Linked DNA regions of Pan troglodytes: region 1 is linked to region 2. Evidence: chromatin contacts called from public HiChIP or PLAC-seq data. All regions are on one chromosome and are shown on one strand. Each heading gives the region's core, a stretch centred on a gene start, on an enhancer-like site or on the middle of the called end of the contact. The rest is flanking DNA. Distances are from core to core; before and after follow the strand shown.

Region 1 (6,126 bases), core at 3,102-5,601, 160 kb after region 2:
CCTCCCAGGTTCAAGAGATTCTCCTGCCTCAGTTTCCTGAGCAGCGGGGACTACAGGCACTCACACCACGCCCAGGTAATTCTTGTGTTTTTTTGTAGAGACAGGGTTACACCATGTTGGCCAGGCTGGTCTTGAACTCCTGACCTCAGGTGATCCGCCCACCTCGGCCTCCCAAATTTCTGGGATTACAGGTGTGAGCCACCGTGCTTGGCCTTTTTTTTTTTTTTTTTTTTTTTTGAGACAGAGTCTTGCTCTGTCACCCAGGCTGGAGTGCAGTGGTACGATCTTGGCTCACTGAAGCCTCCGCCTCCCGGGTTCAAGCGATTCTCCTGCCTCAGCATCCCGAGTAGCTGGGACTACAAGCGTCTGCCATGACGCCCAGCTAATTTTTTTATTTTTAGTAGGGACGGGGTTTCGCCATGTTGGCTAGGCTGGTCTTGAACTCCTGACCTCAGGTGATCCGCCCGCCTCCGCCTCCCAAAATGCTGGTATTACAGGCATGAGCCACCGGGATTACAGGCAGGAGCCACTTGGGAGCCCAAGGTGGGCGGATCACCTGAGGTCAGGAGTTCGAGACAAGCCTGACCAACGTGGTGAACCCCATCTCTACTAAAAATAGAAAAAACTTAGCTGGGAGTGGTGACAGGCACCTGTAGTCCCAGCTACTCAGGAGGCTGGGACAGGTGAACCCCATCTCTACTAAAAATAGAAAAAACTTAGCTGGGCGTGGTGACAGGCGCCTGTAGTCCCAGCTACTCGGAAGGCTGGGACAGGAGAATTGCTTGAACCCGGGAGGCAGAGGTTGCAGTGAGCCGAGATCGAACCACTGCACTCCAACCTAGATGAGAGAGTGAGACTCCGTCTCAAAAAAAAAAAAAAGATTTTAATCAACAGATAATTAATATTTTATTACATAATAAAAATGAAACACAATTCCATATCTTTCATAGAAGCTGAACCGACACAAGGATTTCTAACTAATTATGTTCTTTTACTACTAATGAGGTGAAGCATGTGCCAGAATAATGTTTCTTGTTTTTTGTTTTTTTGCTGCTGTTGTTTTTTTGAGAGGGTCTCATTCTCAGCCAGGCTTGAGTGCAGTGGCTTGATCACAGCTCACTGCAGCCTCAACCTCTTTGGCTCAGGTGATCCTCCCACCTCAGCCTCCCAGGTAGCTGGAACTACAGGTGCACGCCACCATGCCCAGCTATTTTTTGTATTTTTTAGTAGTGGCGGGGCTTCACCATGTTGCCAAGGCTGGTCTTGAACTCCTGGGCTCAAGCAATCTGCCGGCCTTGGCCTCCCAAAAAGCTGGGGATTACAGGCATGAGCCACCTCGATCAGCCTCAGAAGAATGTTTTAAAAATAGACTGCATGTATTTTTTTGGTTTCAAGTAGAGAAGTTTTAAGGCCTTTTGTTTTATATTGTTCTTATATCTTGGCAGCACTTTTTCCTGGGAACATAGAAAGCACATGATTAATTTCAAGATGGAAATATCAGAAATCATGTTCGACTCATCATTTATCACATCCAATTTGTCATCAGGCCCTGTAGATTTCATTTCCAGCATCTTTTGAATTCATTCTCTTTGAACATTTTTATTTTCATTGCCTCATACCAGGCCTTTATTTTCTTACTCAGTTTACTATAAAAGCCTCCTAAACTACATTTGCTAAAGACTTAACTTTTTAAAACAAAGAACATTTCACATTATGTCCTTAAAATATCCATTGCATAGAGAAGAGGTCCTCAAACTTCTAGAGAAGGCAGAAAATCACACGGCTCTTTGAATAGCTCATAAGTAAAAGACAATTTGGGAAAATTTGGGTTCTTTAGGACTGGTCAGGGTGAGGCAAAATGTAATGAAATGCTCCTTCACATCTTGCATAAGAAACTAGCAGCCCATGGTTTTGCAGTGATAAAACAATCAGAGTATCGTCTGAAATCATCTTAAGACCATATGTCCACTAGCCATCTGGAAACAGCTGGCCTTAGGAATTAGGAAATGGCCTACTGAAAACTCAGCTGTAATGCCTGCTGCAAGGCAACATCTTGAGTAGTTCAGGTTCCATTCTTCTTGAATGAAATATAGATTTTTAATAAAAACAGCCTATTTTTCTCACAGTAAGATTACACTGGTTTGAGAATAAGATGCTTCACTCTCATTATCCTTATGTGTTTTTTGTTTGTTTGTTTTGTGTGATGGAGTTTCGCTCTTGTTGCCCAGGCTGGAATGCAATGGCATGATCTCGGCTCACCGCAACCTCCACCTCCCAGGTTCAAGCGATTCTCCTGCCTCAGCCTCCCGAGTAGCTGGGATTACAGGCATGCGCCACCACGCCCAGCTAATTTTGTATTTTTAGCAGAGATGGGGTTTCTCCATGTTGGTCAGGCTGGTCTCGAACTCCTGACCTCAGGTGATCCACCTGCCTCAACCTCCCAAAGTGTTGGGATTACAGGCATGAGCCATGGTGCCCGGCCCTAATGTGGGTTTTTAGGGTTCAAGAGAAGAATGTTTCTACTAGGGCATAATTATCTCTATCTTATATTTCCATTTGTTATTTTAAGAAGCTATTTTTTTTTCTATCATTTTTCTTTCCCCTGTTATTGTAGAGGTCAGGCAAACTTAAAATTTAGTCCATTAGTCAACTTGAGGTGACCGTGAAGAAACTGTAGGATATTAAGACTCTAGACTTAGAAAACAGCAGACCTCAATAGCTACTATATGTTTTCCAAGAGGTGCAGCTCTTTCAGTCAGCTGATCTGATAAGCAGCATACTCAGGTACTGTTGCTCATGTCCAGGGACCCTACCATATCCTGTGGTTTTCAGGGTCCTTATATTCTGTGCTCTCTTGGCTCTGGCACCAGGCCTTTTCTGGTCCACTGTTTCTAACTCCTGGTAAAGTGTTGTTTTAAGGCAAAAAACATCTTTACAGGGAACCAGACATAAAAAGAGTTCCTGGAGGCCCCGCGTGGTAGCTCATGCCTGTAATCCCAGCACTTTGTGGGGCTGAGGCCGGTGGATCACTTGAGGTCAGGATTTCAAGACCAGCCTGGGCAACATGGTGAAACCACACCCCTCCACTTCTCTACTAAAAGTACAAAAAATTATCCGGGCGTGGTGGTGGGCACCTGTAAACCCAGCACTTTGGGGGGCCAAGGTGGGCGGATCACTTGAGGCCAGGAGTTGGAGACTAGCCTGGCCAACCAACATGGTGAAATCCCATCTCTACTAAAAATATGAAAATTAAGTGGTGGCTTGCGCCTGTAGTCCCAGCTACTGGGAAGGCCGAGGCACGAAAATCGCTTTAACCCAGGAGGCGGAGGTTGCAGTGAACCTAGATCGAGTCATTGCATTCCAGCCTGGGCGACAGAGCGAGACTCTGTCTCAAAAAAAAAAAAAAAAAGTTCCTGGAACCGTTTCTGCACATCACTGAAAAATGATAGCTTCTCCCCAAATATCCTAACTTAAAGGTGCTATTAGGAGAATCTTGCTGCCTGCTAATAATGGGGTGTCCATAATTACCCCATGACTTCAGTGAATTCTCGTGCCTGTTTCTCCCGATCTAAAATGGGTATATTTCATTCACTAAATTTACTTCTGAGTACTGTTGGGGAAAAGATCCCGGTGTTTGTTGAAGAATGCTAGATATGATGAAAGTTAAACACAGTTTAACAAATTAAAATTATTCCCTATTGCTGTGTAATATCTAATTGCACACTGCTCTACCCCAGACCATTGTATTATCTCCCCCCGCCCCCCCCCCCCCAGAATATCATGAAATACAACATATTTGCTAAACCAGTTTTGGTGATTTAAAACAAGTTCCAAGCACAAGCTTCTTTCTTGTAATGGTCAAGTGGCCTACGAAACCAAAGCGCCAACTGAGAACGTTTTGCTGCTGCACTCTGAAATCCCAGCGAGAACGCAGGCAGCGATGGCAGTTCTGGAGCACCGGGTTCCACTTCTGCCTCTGACCGGCTTTGTGACTTCCACCACATTAGATCTGAGTTTCCTCCCTGTAAAATGGGTCGGGAATGGAGGCTGGACCTGGGAGGTATCGCTGATGATCGTCTCTGACTCGCTAAGTCGCGGAGTCACAAAAGTGGCGGAAAGCATGCCCTCACTTTTTGGGACGAGTAGGACGAGGGGCGGGGCTGCAGCGAGACCCACCAGTCTCGCTTTCCAGGGGAGGCGGCGGCCAGGAGCTACTGCTGTGGGCGGCACCCCCGGCGTGGAGTCTCCTTCCTGCCCGCGCAGGCCCCGGCGCCCCAGCGAAACGCTCCGGCCGCTCCCCTCTCCCAACACTCTGGTTCCCGGGCCGCCTGCGGGGACGCGGTTGGCAGCGACACCGGAGGGGGGTGGGTCAGGAAGTGGGGGCGCGGCGGCCAGGAGCGGGCCCCCGGTGGCCGAGGGGTTCGGCGACGCGGAGGGAGGGAGAGTCCGGGCCGCGCGGGAGCCGCAGGGCGCCCTAGCCTCCGCAGAAACGATGGCGGAGGAAGAAGGTGACTGCAGCGGGGTCCAGCGCGCCAACGGCTGCCAGTGGTCTCGGGAAGGAGGGGCGGGGGCGCTGGAGGTCTGGGTTGGAGCTGCTGGTGGCCGCGGTCGCGGTGGCGGCCGCGCGGGGAGGGCGGGAAGGAGCGCGGCGCCCAGGAGAGGGCTGCGGAGAAATTCAGGAGAGCGGAGCAAATGGCCCGAAGTTTTGTCGGCCGAATTGGGAAGCAAAGGTGGAGCTGAAAGTTGGGAATCCGTAGCAAGAGAGAAAGCTGTGCCGGGAGTGGTTGGGAGGGAGGGAGGGTCCTGAGCAGATTCTTGGTGAAGTGGGAGGCGCAGTTGGGTTTCGAAAATGCAGGTTTAGGTACTGAGTGCATATTTGGAATGCGATTTTTAAAGGGCTGTGGATATTGACAAACCCAGAGGCACAGGGGGCGAGGGAACATTCACCACGGGAATAAAGAGGCAGGGATTTGGGATAAACATGGCAAGATTAATTAGGAATGGGCGAACACGCAGAAACTGAAGAAAGCCAAGTTCACTTAGGTTCAGGGGAAAATGGTAAAGAGCAGAGCCATCTAAGTATTATAGTTTTGGGAGATGATGAGGCCAGGAGGCCTTTGAGGGTCAAAGTGGGTGAGCTGGAGAAAGGTTTCCATGCCGCCTTCAGGATCAATGCTAAGATAAGTAATTCATTCAGCAGTATTTTATTTATAGAAAATGATAAGTATGAGACAAAAATGGGAAGTTAGATGAAACTTATCGGTTAGTGATAAACAATACAAGGAATACTCATGGCATAGTAACTTCATGATAACCCCTACTAGTTTCAGGAAGTGAGAAGCAATTAGATTTTTGCCTTCTGGTGGAAAACACAACTTTTTACCTTATGAGTGGAGCTGTGGATGTGATAGTAAATTGATCTAATTTAGACTCAAGCCCCCCCCGCCTTTTTTTTTTTTTTGAAACGGAGTTTCGTTCTTGTTGCCCAGTCTGGAGTGCAAAGGCGCGATCTCGGTTCACCGCAACCTCCGCTTCCTGGATTCAAGCGATTCTCCTGCCTCAGCCTCCCTAGTAGCTGGGATTACAGGCATGCGCCATCACACCCGGTTAATTTTATATTTTGAGTAGAGACGGGGTTTCTCCATGTTGGTCTGGCTGGTCTTGAACTTCTGACCTCAGGTGATCCGCCCACCTCGGCCTCCCAGAGTGCTGGGATTACAGGCGTGAGCCACGGGTCCAGCCGACTCAAGCCTTTCTGAATCAAGAGTGCAAGGAAGGAGTTTAAAGGATTCAGCGGAAAGCAGTTTTTAAAAATTAAGCGTAAGAAGTGTTTACTGATGTGTGACTTGCTGACCTGTCCCTGTGCAGGCTTGGTTCATATTTGTTTCCATTGAGTTTTCAGAGTGTTAAAGCTGGTCTGAATTTAAGACATTCTAACTAAAAACAGCTTCAAAAACAAAGCTATTTGTCGTTGGTGAGAAAGAATGTAATTCCATTTGTTTACTTGGTTCTGTCTGTGGTTACAGTATATCATCATTTGAAATATTTCTTGATGTATTTTTCTTTTCTAATTGCATATTTATGGGGGTAGGTTGATATACTAACTTGTAGGTTCCTATGAGTACA
Region 2 (6,084 bases), core at 3,102-5,601:
TTTTGTTCTGACTTGTATTGCCCCTCCTAAAGCCATACCCTCACCTTCAAAAGTGTTTTTCATAAATAATTGTTAAACAGATTCTCAACTTCCTATGGGGCAAATTAATCTGGCTAATTATCCCGTTCCCATCAAACTCACTTCCACACTCTTACCATCATTAGTCCCACTAGTTCTCCTGTCTCTAAAACTAGAATTTTATCATTTTTAACTACCCTATCTCCTTCACATAATCAGTTGCCATCCTGTCAATTCTATACTCGAAATTTGTACATATCCAAAACTTGTATAAATCCTCTCCTACGTAGTTCCACTGGGACACAGCATAGCACTGCCTTAGAGCCAGAAAAATGTATGATGGTGGATCTTAATCTAGCTATGCTATTTTAGGAAAGTCACCTCATCTCTCAGGCTCAGTTTCCTTATCTATAAAATGTAGATGACTACCTTTGAAAACTCAGCATGGGCCCTGCAGTGGCTCACGCCTGTAATCTTCGCACTTTGGGAGGCTGAGGTGGGAGAATCGCTTGAGCTCAGGAATTCAAGACCAGCCTGGGAAACATGGCAAAACACCGTCTCTACAAAAAAATATGAAAATTAGCCAGGCGTGTTGGTGCACAACTGTAGTCCCAGCTACTCGGGAGGCTGAGATGGAAGGATCGATTGAGCCCTGGTGGGAGAAACTGCAGTGAGCTGTGATCGCACCACTGCACTCCAGCTTGGGTGACAGAGCAAGACCTAGTCTTAAAAAAAAAAAAAAAAACTGATGGAAGGACCAGAGATGATTTACTTAAGTTATCAAAGCCCACTGTGCCTGGCACAAATTAAGCATTCAATAAATGTTAAACAATGCTTACTGCCCCTTGGCTAACTCAGGTTTTCATAACATCTCACTTTTTCTCTCTGATTTTGTCACCTCACCTCTATTTTCTCTGAACCATTTTTTTTTTTTTTTTTTTTGAGACGGAGTCTCGCTCTGTCGCCCAGGCTGGAGTGCAGTGGCACAATCTCGGCTCACTGCAAGCTCTGCCTCCCGGGTTCACGCCATTCTCCGGCCTCAGCCTCCTGAGTAGCTGGGACTACAGGCACCCGCCACCACGCTCGGCTATTTGTTTGTATTTTTAGTAGAGACAGGGTTTCACCATGTTAGCCAGGATGGTCTCGATCTCCTGACCTCGTGATCCGCTCGCCTCGGCCTCCCAAAGTGCTGGGATTACAGGCATGAGCCACCGCGCCTGGCCTTCTCTGAACCATTTTAAGTATTACTGACCAAGTAATCTATCTAATGTATCTTACTAATTGTATGATTCGCCTGCTCAAAAACTACCCATTTCCTACAAAATAAAGTCCATAATTTTTATTTATTTATGTATTTATTTATTTTAAAAGACAGAGTCTTGCTCTGTCGCACAGGCTGGAGTGCTGTGGTGTGATCTTGGCTCACAGCAACCTCCTCCTCCCGGGTTCTAGCAATTCTCCTGCCTCAGCCTTCCGAGTAGCTGGGACTATAGACGCACACCGCCACGCCCAGCTAATTTTTTGTATTTTAGTAGAGACGGGGTTTCACTGTCTTACCCAGGCTGGTGTCGAACTCCTGACGTCAGGCAATCAACCCACCTCAGCCTCACCAAAGTGCTGGGATTACAGGCGTGAGCCACCGCGCCTGGCCTAAAGTCTGTAATTCTTTGTTGAGCATTCAAGGAGCTCCATGATCTGTCTTTGAATTGCCTTGGGTGCCACTTCACACTGCTACTTCAAGCATACCCTAACAGACGACTGACTACCCCAGTAGAATGCCTTCCTTTCCTAACTACAACTGTGAAATATTGCCCCTTTCACCAAAGACCAAGTTCATAAGCCAAACACCTTGATGAAGTCTTTCCTGATACACTCAAATGAAAAGTTATCTCTGCCTCTTCTGAAATCATGTATCTTTTATTTATACCCACAAAGGGAGCTAGTTCCAATACGTCACATACTGATGGGCATTTTGTAAACTAAGATGATAAACCCCAACGAATTCACACTGTGCTTCTTTATGTGATCATCACATTCTAACTCAAATCACAATTTTGTGGATCTAATCTCCAATACTGAGTTATAACTTCTTGAAAACAAACATTTCAGTATTTCGTATCACCCACAAACCCCTATTTCCTCCTTCAAGACTTGATTTAAATGTGATCTCTGCTAAGCCTTCCCCAGTCACCCCAGAAGAAAGCATTTACCATCTGCCCTGTGCTCTCAAGGTACTCAATGTTTACCTAAGAATGAATAAAAGAATAGAAATACATGATAAACTAATGAAGGCCAATTTTCCTAAACTAGAATAGTACTAAACTAATTCATCACATGCCTCTTTCTCTTTTTCCTTTTTCTCTTTCTCTTTCTCTCTTTCTTCCTTTCGAGACAGGGTATCACTCTGTTGCTCAGGCTGGAGCACAGTGGTGTGATCTTAGCTCACTGCAGCCTTGACCTCCCAGGCTCAAATGATCCTTCCACTTCAGCCTCCCGAGTAGCTGGGGCAACAAGATCAAACCACCACAACTAGTTAATTTTCTTTTGTAGAGACAGGGGTTGCACTATGTTGCCTAGGCTGGTCTCAAACTCCTGGACTCAAGCAATCCTTCTGCTTCCGCCTCCCAAAACGCTGAGATTACAGGCATGAGCCACTGCGCCAGGCTCTTTCAGTTTTAACTGTTCTCTATTTCTATACACATGATAAGTTTGTTCTGATCCAACTACTGCCTCCATTGAGGGTTTTCTAAATCTCGGCTGGAATGTCAGATATAGTCATTGAACAAACAGTGCTAACTGACCCACATTAAATGTGAGACCATAAATTAATTGTCAGTAAGAAATGCTAACTCAAAGTTCTCCAACTTTTGACTTTTACAAACCTATAAACCATTCGTTAAATTAGATCACAGCTGTCAACTTTTTATTTTGCCAAGTAAAGCATTATGATGCAATCACTACCCACTATCATTACCATCTCATAAAAGAAAGAACATTTTAAACATTTTCCATTCAAATATTTATTGAGCACCTACATTTTGCTAATACTGTCCTAGGCACTGGAGATACAGCTGAGAAAAAGAGAAATTATATCTGTCCTCAAAAAGCTTGATACAAGAGCACACTTGATAAAAATAAAAGGAAAAAAATAATCTCCAAAGAAAGAACAGTTCTCTAAGCTTACATTAAGACAGAAAAATGTGAAGTTCGTTTTTTTTTTTTTTTAACAATTTCTCCGTAGACTTCATTCACGTTCATTTTTGGTCTGCTTTCAGGAATCTTTAGTTAACCAGTTATGTTTAATCTACATATTGCAGGGCCAATTGTACATTAAGGGGCGCTCAAGTAGTTTTGTACAGAAATATTACTCCACAACATTCCACCTCCAACCTCAAAAGAGATGTCTGCTGATGAGTTTAACTATAATTCTCTCAACTCTCCCCTCTTCGCAAGTATTCTCCGTGAATGCATCTCATTCCTAATGTGTGAAATCTCTCCGAGAGACAAGTATTAAAGTTTCAGGCCAAATCGGAGAGCACCGTAATCCTAAACCAAGTAAGTGTCACAACTGGGGAACATAACTCCCGACAGAAAAGAGGCCAAAGAGAAAGGATTTAGAAACATCGTGATTCGGAAACCACGAAGCCAACGAGAACTGCTCAGACTCTGGCACTACTGTCAAACACTACTGTCAAACCAAGACCCCTCCCAAACGCCATCTGAGGTAAACCTGAGAACCCTGATCCTTCTCAAGGCCCAAACCTGACAGGAAAAATAAAAAATAAAGCCATGCAAGCAGAAAAGCCAACTCGACCAAAGACACGGAGGGCCCAAGTTAAAGCAAGGAAATGAAGGGGCTGCTGCAGCCCTCCCTCAGACGCGATGCTCACACAGCTCGGGGGAGGGTGTCTGTGTGTAAGCGAGAAATTAAAGAAGCAATCTGCAGAAGGAAAAGTCGAGAACGCCTAACGGTTTTTTTGTAAAGATCCCAAGTCAAGAAGCAGCGTCAGAATCAAGTCGCCAAGCCTTACCTCAGCGCTCGGGTGTTTAAAAGTATCTAAAAATAACAGCTCCATCGCCGAGTCCACCGCCATGTTTGCCGCGGGCGGGGAACAGGGGGGAGGACTTCCGGGGCAGCGCTCCAGCCTCCGCGACAGCGACTCAGGAGAGGGAGAAACAGCGGGACTTCCGGTGACCAGAGCACTAGCGCCGCAAACCTCGGCCTATCCCAACGCATCTTGTTGCCCGGAGTTGCCGGCCCCGCCTTTTCCAGCGCGGCGGAGGGCGCCCCCTAGAACGCAGAGGGGGGCAGAGGGAAGTGAGATGGGGACTACGGGGTCGCCAGTGGTTCAAACCCTGTCGTTCCTCCGCGTTACAGAGCTACAGCGGTCTCCGGGTGGCGAAGTGCGGAGACGGGGTTTTGGAGACGGTGGATGGAGGAGGGGGAGGGAAAGCTGCCAACTTTGGATACCAACCCCGTACACCCATCGAAGGGGATGTCCCACTTTTTCCAGCGCTGGGAGCAAAAAGATAACAGTGAGCGAGGTTGAAAAGTAAGACATTGATTTAAATAGAAGAAAAACTGTTGTTTCAACAAACGAAGAGATTCTTTGTTTTCTTATCTGTAAAATGTGAAAAATCGTACCTAACCCACAGGCTGATTGTGAGGAGTAATTGAAATAAAATTCGAGGAATTGTATAACGTGAAGTACCATGAACAATAAAACAGAAGGCAGAATGAAAAGTAAGCCTCTCTGTCGGGTGTTGATGAGCTTTGGAGCAACGAGATAAACACAGCGGGTTTGGTAGTCTAAATGGCACAAACCCTTAGCAGAGCAACTAGGAAATAGCTTGTAAAATTACACGTGCCTACCACTCTTCTAGGAAAATTCTCGCCCAAGTATCTACAAATACAAGAATATTCATAGCAAACTTTATAAGTTGCAAAAGAGCAGGAAACATAAGTGCCATTGACAGAAGTAATAAGTAAACAGTGGCGTATTTATATAATAGTATATAGCAGGTACGAAGAATGAACCAGTGCTATATTTACTAGCATGAAAAACCCAAAAAACAGGGTTGGTGGGCGCTTTGGCTCACGCCTGTAATCCAGCACTTAGGGAGGATGAAGCGGGAGGATCGCTTGAGCCCAGGAGTTGGAGAACTGCCTGGGCAATATAGCGAGACCCCGTTATTCACAAAAAGAAAAAAAAAAGACACAAACCAAAACAAAACAAGTTTAACTCCCCTCATCGCAAGCCGGGTGCGGTGGCGTGTTCCTGTGGTCCCAACTTCTCGGGAAGCTGAGACAGGAGAATCTCTTAAGCCCAGGAGTTGGAGGCCAGTGGGGACACCCATCTCTTAGAAAAGGAAATAAAAAATATATAATGTAAAATAACATCTATATATTTAAAAACGTGCAAAAGAATATAAAATTTTAGGAGTATACATATGTCATGAAATTATAAAGTCATGTATTGGAGTAACTAAAATTTCAAGATAGTGGTAAACTGGAGGGAGATGTAATGGAGAAGAACAGAAAGGCTTCACATGCCTTGGTAATGTTTTGTTATTTAGGTTAATGTTAATTTCACAAGCATGCCTTATATTATTGTTTGTACCTTCTGGTATGTCTGAAATATTTAATAATAAATGAATTTCTAGAGTAAATCTCCTATCCACATCCTTCCTCAGCCATCCAGTTTCCTCTATTAGCTAGCTATAGTTTATCTTTTATTATTTGTTCTTGCATTGATATTTATTGCTTTTAATATTTTTCTGTTTTCTGATTCTTGCCTTTTTTTTTTTTTTTTAGAAACAGGGTCTTGCTTTGTTGCCCAGCCTGGTCTCAAACTCTTGGCTTCAAGCAATCCTCCTGCCTCAGCCTCCCAAAGTGCTGTGATTATAGGCGTGAGCCACCGTGCCCCCTTCTTCTGTGTTTAGGCTTATATGCTGTTCTCTAATTTCTACCACTGATGTTTATTTTTATTCATATTTCTTATTTATTACTATATGTATTTATATAAATTTTCCCCTAAGCTCTCCCTTAACCAATGTACTATATAG

The links. HiChIP or PLAC-seq counts read pairs in DNA pulled down with a chosen protein or histone mark.
Region 1: a contact with region 2 is called in an H3K4me3 HiChIP or PLAC-seq map of stem cell-derived excitatory neurons, with 8 times the contacts expected there. The contact joins the promoter of DPY19L4 here to the promoter of VIRMA in region 2. A contact is called at or near these places in 1 of 7 Hi-C or Micro-C datasets (stem cell-derived neural progenitor cells) and 1 of 1 datasets of contacts at active chromatin or transcription factors (stem cell-derived excitatory neurons).

The regions. Positions count from the first base shown.
Region 1 is chr7:104,928,481-104,934,606 of NHGRI_mPanTro3-v2.0_pri, forward strand. It overlaps DPY19L4 (dpy-19 like 4), which reads left to right and starts at 4,352. Exons shown (of 19, transcript XM_016959688.4): 1 at 4,352-4,508. The coding sequence starts at 4,493.
Region 2 is chr7:104,764,087-104,770,170 of NHGRI_mPanTro3-v2.0_pri, forward strand. VIRMA (vir like m6A methyltransferase associated) reads right to left here and starts at 4,352. Exons shown (of 24, transcript XM_519860.8): 1 at 4,050-4,352. The coding sequence starts at 4,112.